Regions from separate parts of the Rattus norvegicus genome. Here region 2 is linked to region 1. The links are chromatin contacts, called in public Hi-C maps. All regions are on one chromosome and are shown on one strand. The core of a region is the stretch at or near the end of the contact, and the rest is flanking DNA. Distances in the headings are between cores, read along the strand shown. Region 1 holds the start of Ovca2 (OVCA2 serine hydrolase domain containing). Region 2 overlaps Smyd4 (SET and MYND domain containing 4).

Region 1 (3,447 bases), core at 597-3,096:
GGACTGGATAGGCACCTTGTGACATCTTAGAAAAAAACTGTCTTTCAGAGGCAGAAATCAAAGCATGCCTGTGTGTGGCAAGACTGGGCACTGGGCAGGAGAAGAAAAATGACAAGAGGTTAAGCCGGGTGGGCTCCTTAAGCTTAGACTTTCTCAACACATCAACTGTGAGTAGCAGCAATGTCAGAACCCTGCAGATGGGTTCGTTAGGAAAAGGCAGCTTACTCTGGGCTGTCCTTGGCCTCTATCCATCCTACAGTACTACCAAAGCCCTCAGGCTCAGAGTTAAGACGGACGGAACAGCTATGGAAGAGAAAGCAAAGACCGAAGTCAGGGACCAAAAGGAAGCCAACTCCCAATTCTCAGGAATCAGGATGGAGGAAACCTAAAAGCGGATGGGCCCCAGCAGAGCCTTGCCAAGTGTTCTCTCCCCAAACTCCTCAAATGTAAAACTTTCTGACTCAGTCACCAAGGTATCTGGCTTCCACAGAATGATGGTGAAATGGCTCAGCAGGCTGGACTTGCCAAGCCCAATGATGAGAGTTCAGAAAGACGGCATTCAGTTGAATCGCCTCCCTGCAGTTACCCTCTGACCTCCACAATAAGCCAAATTCAGATACAAAACGACTTCTACCAAAAAATGTGTTCTGGGGGGCTCACAGCTGCATGTAGTTGCTAGTTCAGTGTTGCCCTGGGGTCTGTGCAGGAGAAAGACATTCAAAATCTAAACCTTTATTGTTTGGCAATCACAGGGTGACAGCCCCTACTTGCCCACCACTGTCTTCTCACAGGCTCTGTGGTCTTGTGTGTGTCCTGAGAACTGACAGTTGTCTTTTAACTAGCCATGGTGAGGAGTGCCCCAGCAGGGCATTAGACAACCAGCTGCTAGAGAAGTGGGAACAGTGCAGAGACATTTGTCAATCCTTCATTCTGCAAACTGATCCAAGAACTTAAGGTAGGCCTGACGATGGGATGCCGCTGCAGGAATGAAATGACCACCGGAGTGGGTGAGAGTGACGGCTCCAAGGAATCGGCTAGCCAATTGCATACTCTCCTGAGAAGGGATGACTCGATCAGTATCCCCAAAAACATGAAGTGAAGGCAATGATATGGGGCTCTGCAGGATGGGTTCCTTATGGTCAAGGCCTCGGGGACAGAACCCCGACACAAGTATGATAAATCTTGGCAAGGGGAAGCGAGGATCACCTGCCTGACCCAGGGCACACACAAAAGCTGCTAATGCAGCCCCCTGGCTGAAGCCAAGAAGTCCATCAAAAGGCCCCAGCTTGTCAAGGGCCTGTGCCACCGTTTCCAGGGCCGCCTCCAGACCCCTGCACACTGTGGGCTCTTCCAGAGCAGAGAAAACGTCTGCTTCCTCTTCAGAAAACCACCAGCCTCGAGGTTGCTCCTCTGGAGAACAGGGCCCTAGAAACAGATGGGAGAAGAGCACAGAATCAGGGCTAGAGAGTAAGGTGAGAGGAAGAAGGCAGAGCTTGGGAAAGACACAGCCAGAGGCCTTGGGGGTGGGGAGGGAGGGACCTGGTATGGACTGAACACAGATAATGGAGGAAGCCTGGGAGCTCAGACTAGAGCCCTGTTTAAACTAAGTAGTCTAAGGGGTTTGGGTGTGCTAAGGGGACTAGCTTATCTCACCCGAGTCTGTCCCTGCGCCCTCGGAAGCCGCTGCCTCGGTTACCGGGTGTGGCCCGCTGAGGCACACGAGCTCTGCGTGACCCCGCAGCGCTTTTCTTAGCGCCCCAGTCTTCTCACGGAAGCCCCGTTCGCTCTGCCGGAAGCCGGCGAGGCACAGTACTCTCAGGGTCTGCCGTGCCGCCATGCTGCAGAACCGGAAGCATGTCTTCCCAAGCGGAAGTAGAACCTGCAAGGGGGTTGGCCCGTTGCCGGCAACACCCCTAAGGCGGGACTCAGAGAAGGCGGGGCACTCCGAAAACAAAACCGTGGGGCGTGGCTGCAAATACCTGCTGCTCCAGACCTCTCAGGGAGCTGGCGGTGTAGCTTTCTGGTCTGCGCAGCTGCAGCCCTCACAGGCCGGGACTGGAGAGTGGCCTCTGGACCCCTGCTGCACCTGAGGTAGCCAACCAATCCAAGTCTCTCCACTGAGAACTCCACCCGGCTCCCTTGCATTTCCCCCGGTGTCCTCAGGGCGGCGGCCGTGGATCACATCACCCCAAGGCTGCGCCTGTGGGCTGCCTCTGAGCCCTCCTTAAAGCCCGCGCTACCTTGTCGGATGCAGGCTGGCAGAGACCCCTGGGTGCTCGGTCCCGACCATGGTTCACTGTCCATGGCCCTAAGGAGCTGCCAGCGTAGAAGTCCATAGGGTAGGGTTGCTGCCAAGAAATCTCTTTCAGGGCCACAGCTGCCTAGGGAAGAAAAGACAATGATGCTAATACTTTTTTTTTTTTTTGTCCCTGCATTAGCAAATTTGACCAGGGCCTATGAAGGGTGTGTGAGGTGGAGAGACTCGCAGCTACATACACATCGAGTCAAATGTGATGGCTCATGGCTCCCAGCACTTGGGAAAGAGACCTGGGCTCTACAGAAGACCACGTCTTAAATACAAACAAAAACTACACAGCAAGATGGTGGCCCAATCTCAGAACCCACGACCCTAAATGCTGCTCAGCCACGCCGCCAGTCATCTCAAAACCCTCCCTCGACAGGAAGTACAAAGCCCACTACCCTGCAAACTTTCAAAATGTGGTTGTTACCTCGTAGGGTGTCAGCAGTGGCTTGGGAAAGGCTGAGCCCCAGTCAATGGAGAGGCGTGGACATGCCACCTGCACCCACCTAAGGAGGTAAGATGTGACATGGGTCAGTCAGTAGTGGCATACTCCTCTAATCACAGCATTCAGGAGGCAGAGGCAGGCTGATTTTTGAGTTTGAGGCCAGCCTGGTCTACAGAGTGAGATCCAGGACAGCCAGAGCTACACAGAGAAACCCTGTCTCTAAAAAGCCAAAAAACAGAGTTGCCATGGTCATGGTATCTCTTCACAGCAGTAAGATATGACATGAAAGATACCTCTCTCTCGGGTACATCAAAGAACACAACAGTGTCTCAATACACTCATTTGTCAGGATGTATTGATCCAACTATAGTGTTGGTAAGGTAACTGTATAGGATTGCCTTGTAAACCAAGGACTTGACCATAACTCCCATTAAAAAGAAAAAGTGGGGCTCGAGGGATAGCTTAGCAGTTAAGGAAGCTGGCTGCTCTTACAGAGGATTCAAGCTCAATTCCCAACACCCACAAAGTGGCTCACAACCATCTAAAGTAAAAAGCAAAAGTATGTATGAGTATGAGAGAAAATGAGTGTGTGTGTGTGTGTGTGTGTGTGTGTGTGTGTGTGGATGATGATGGTGATGATGATGGTGGTGGTGGTGGTGATGATGATGATGATGATTGATGGTGGTGATGATGATGGTGG
Region 2 (3,447 bases), core at 472-2,971, 220 kb after region 1:
CTGCCTCTGCCTCTGCCTCCAGAGTGTAGGATCAAAGGTGTACGCTACCAACACCCATCCAGCTTTCTATATTGGTTTTCTTATAGCTTTTTAAAATATCTATTATACATGTGTTCATCAAAAAAAAGGCCTGGTCCCAAAGAGATGAGAGGGGCTGCTAAGGAGAAAGGATTACCAACTCTGTCAGTTCCGTCCAAAGGAAACCTCAGAGTGGGGTCAGCTACTGCCTTCATTAGCATTCCTATCAGACCAAATTCACTCAGGCCTTGTTTGCATGTGTTACTGCAGAAGTCTCGTTCTTATCATGTACATGCAACATGCAGTATTGATAACTGTTCTAGCTTAGGAATAAAAATGGAACTGACTTCCACAGGGAAATGATGTGCTGAGCTGTAGCAACGAATCTTGCACAAACTCTGTCAGCAGGGACCGACTGGTCTCCCGCCTGCAGGACCTTCAGCAACAGGTTCACACAGCCCAGAAGCTTCTCAGGAGTGATAGACCAGGTGAGACTGGCTCCCTCGCCCTAAGCCTCAGCCCTTCCCTTGTTTATTCTGGTATCACCTTGCCTTACTGAGCAGTCCTCAATAAATGATTGAGGACTTGAATTTAATTATCCCAGCACCTGCCACAAGATGGCTGTGTAGGCCAGTGAGAACAGACTTTGACCAGCAGTTACTCTGGTGCTCCAGATAGTTCTGGCAGCTTAAGCACCAGAAAGGCTGTCTGATCTCCATGGGCTTTGTCCTATGTCATCATCGTAACCCCAGCTTAACAACCTAAGCTCCTGAAAGTTGCTCTGCCCTCAGCAGCAGTGAGTCCTGAGTCCTGCTCGCAGCTGGTGGTGTGGCTCAGGAGTAGAGCTTGGTAGCTAGCCTGATCTGAGAGAGGGAGGGAAGGACTCCTCTCTTTTCAGAAAGGGATTTGCAGAACTTGATTTTAGAGCCTGACATGGTAGGAATCTATTTTGACTATTTTAGCCTTGATTCTTAAGTAGACCTTTAGCCTAAAGTCAAGAAAACCAATGATTACAGGAGAAATGTACAGGTGTTTGTACTGGAAAATGGATATTAGGAGCCCAGGGTAAATTTGGGGAGGCCTCATCTAATACCTTTTTCTACTGAAACAGAAAACATAAGCAACCAACAGCTTCCCTGAAATGTGGGTTATTGACTCAGTGAGATAAAGGGGCATTTCCACTTTGACCAGCCTATAAAGACCTTGCGGCCTGTTCTCTCATGTCCAGGACTAGGTCTATATCTGTTGTGAGACATTTTCCTTTGAATACATAGAGCAAGCCATTCAGCAGTTGTTGGAGTGCCAGAGGGCTGCTGAGAACTTCTTGTCAGCAGAGCACACCGTGCTGGGAGAAATTGAAGACGGCCTGGCCCAGGCCTATGCTACCTTAGGTATGGCCACAGTTCTCCCTCCGTGCCGTGTGCTCAGTACGACCCTTGCCTCATCTGTTTGTTTCTCTCTTGCCGTCTAAATCTGCACTCTTCTCCTCCCATTCTGTTTTCCTCACCCTCAGAGCCTTGGACTAATGGTGTTTCTTTTCTGAAATGAGACATTTTTCTTCTCACAGGCGACTGGCGACAGTCTGCTGCCCATGTACAGAAGAGTCTCCAGGTGGTTGAGGCTCGCCATGGGCCATCCAGTGTTGAAATTGGCCATGAGCTCTTCAAACTGGCCCAAGTCTTGTTCAATGGGTAGGTCTTTCCTTCTCTTCGTGTCTGGCCAGGGTACACAGTGCTTTGTGTTTTACTAGGCGCTTCTGTGTGTGGCTTTTTGCTACAGTGCTTTAAAGCACTTTGAAACTTCTATTTCCTTCTTAGGACAGATCTTTGCCCTCTGTTTCACTGATGGACTTTAAGCTTTGAATTTCCTCCTGAGAGATGTGGAGAAAGCCGTTAGGTCTGCGTTGAGCCTCCCAGGGAGGACTTCCAGGCAACCTCTCCCGACTCTAGCATTCCTCCCTGCTTAATCACAAGGGAGCTTGGTTGGCTCAGCCCCAGCTCTCTTAACTCCAGGGCTCTGCCTTTCCCCTGGTTTGCCTCCTATTCCTTTTAAAGCAGTTGTTTTCAACCAGAAGGGTTTTGCTTTCAAATGGCATTTGGCAATGTCTGGAGACGGCTTTGACTGTGATGGCTCGAGGGGAGGGTACTGCCAGCATCTAGTGGGTAAAGGCTAGACCTACAGTGCACAGGACAGCCTCACAGTGGAGAGGTCCTAGTTAGTTATGTGAAGGCTGAAAATCCCTGCCAGAGACTGAAATAAGAAGCTGAGGGAACTACTCAGTTGGTGGCATGCATAAGGCCCTAGTTCTGTCCCTAGCTCTGCACAAAAAGTAGAATACAAGGAAGAGTAGTGCCGATGAGCTGGTTCCTCACCCAGTGTGCCACGGAGGTCACTCGATGTGAAGTATATCCCCAATCCAGTATTGTGTGACTACCATACCTCCAACCTTGATAAAATCTCATGGTAAGAGAAAGGGTTTGAAGCATATTACCTGATACCCAGACATTGAAACAGCATGTTTGGTCAGAGAGAAAGAAGGACCTGAGAGCCGAGGTCAAGGTTAGAGAGAGGGAGTCAGTCAGGTTAGACACGGGCACTCCAAAATGAACACCTCTATATAAAGCTTTTAAAAAAGGTTTTGAATTTGCCCATTTTTCTCAGGATCCTGGAGTCTATTACACACATACACAGTTTTCTCAAGTATGCTTTGCAGTATGTTCGTGAAAGTTTCTTATCTCTACTTTCAGATGGTGAGACCCTAGAGGGCCAAGGAACTCAGACCCTTCATGCCCTCCATAAGCCCCTGGAGGATGCAGTGAACCTCTGTACAGAAAGGAGTCAGCTTTTGTTTAGACTGAGGGAGTGAACTGACAGGCTTCCCTTTCTTGCTTCAGGTTGGCAGTGCCTGAAGCTCTGGATGCCATATGGAAGGCAGAAAAGATCCTGTTGGTGCACTGTGGCCCTGAGAGTGATGAGGTCCAGGAGCTCCGGGAGATGAGGTCCTGCTTACTGGACTCGTCCTTCACCCCTGTGCGGCCCTTAGTGTAGAGTGTGCATTCTCACCCTCCAGAAAGGAGCTCTATGGTGAGTTAGAGATTCTGTTGGCTTGGAGCTCTCAGCAGAAAGGACGGGACCTACCCAACTGACCCTAGCCTAGTGTCTAGCATAGGGAGCACTGGCAAACAGATTGAGACACTCACCTGGGTTGCTGGCTGCTGCTTGCAGGAGTTAACTGCCCTCTGACGGAAGCCCCATTCCCAGAAAAGACTAAATCCAGCATCTGTAGAGGCGGATGCTTTAAAGGGTTGTCGCCATGTGCAGGCAGCTGATGCTAGCCTGGGGTTTTCATCTCACTATGCTGGATCTGTGTCCCTAGAACATTCCTGTGGTGTCTAGTAGTAATGAAGTGCTGTGTTCCACTCCAGTGGG

Evidence for each region. A called contact is a pair of places that touch in the nucleus more often than the background predicts.
Region 2: a contact with region 1 is called in a Hi-C map of liver, with 4 times the contacts expected there. The contact joins the enhancer-like site here to the promoter of Ovca2 in region 1. A contact is called at or near these places in 6 of 12 Hi-C or Micro-C datasets (Schwann cells, frontal cortex, kidney and 2 more).

The regions. Positions count from the first base shown.
Region 1 is chr10:60,525,701-60,529,147 of GRCr8, forward strand. Ovca2 (OVCA2 serine hydrolase domain containing) reads right to left here and starts at 1,847. Exons shown (of 2, transcript NM_001109036.1): 1 at 1,654-1,847; 2 at 1-1,425. The coding sequence starts at 1,837. The coding sequence ends at 926. Dph1 (diphthamide biosynthesis 1) reads right to left here. Exons shown (of 13, transcript NM_001105809.2): 10 at 2,730-2,808; 11 at 2,241-2,381; 12 at 1,980-2,086; 13 at 717-1,425. The coding sequence ends at 1,997.
Region 2 is chr10:60,741,055-60,744,501 of GRCr8, forward strand. Smyd4 (SET and MYND domain containing 4) reads left to right here. Exons shown (of 11, transcript NM_001105810.1): 8 at 374-506; 9 at 1,293-1,409; 10 at 1,586-1,709; 11 at 2,913-3,447. The coding sequence ends at 3,066. Among named protein-coding and RNA genes, the nearest start is that of Serpinf1, 18 kb to the right of the region's middle. Within about 2 kb of position 1,722, at least 19 of the 93 cell types and tissues checked have an H3K27ac peak or open chromatin away from gene starts, as enhancers often do. A contact at or near this core is called in kidney and liver, where this site is marked.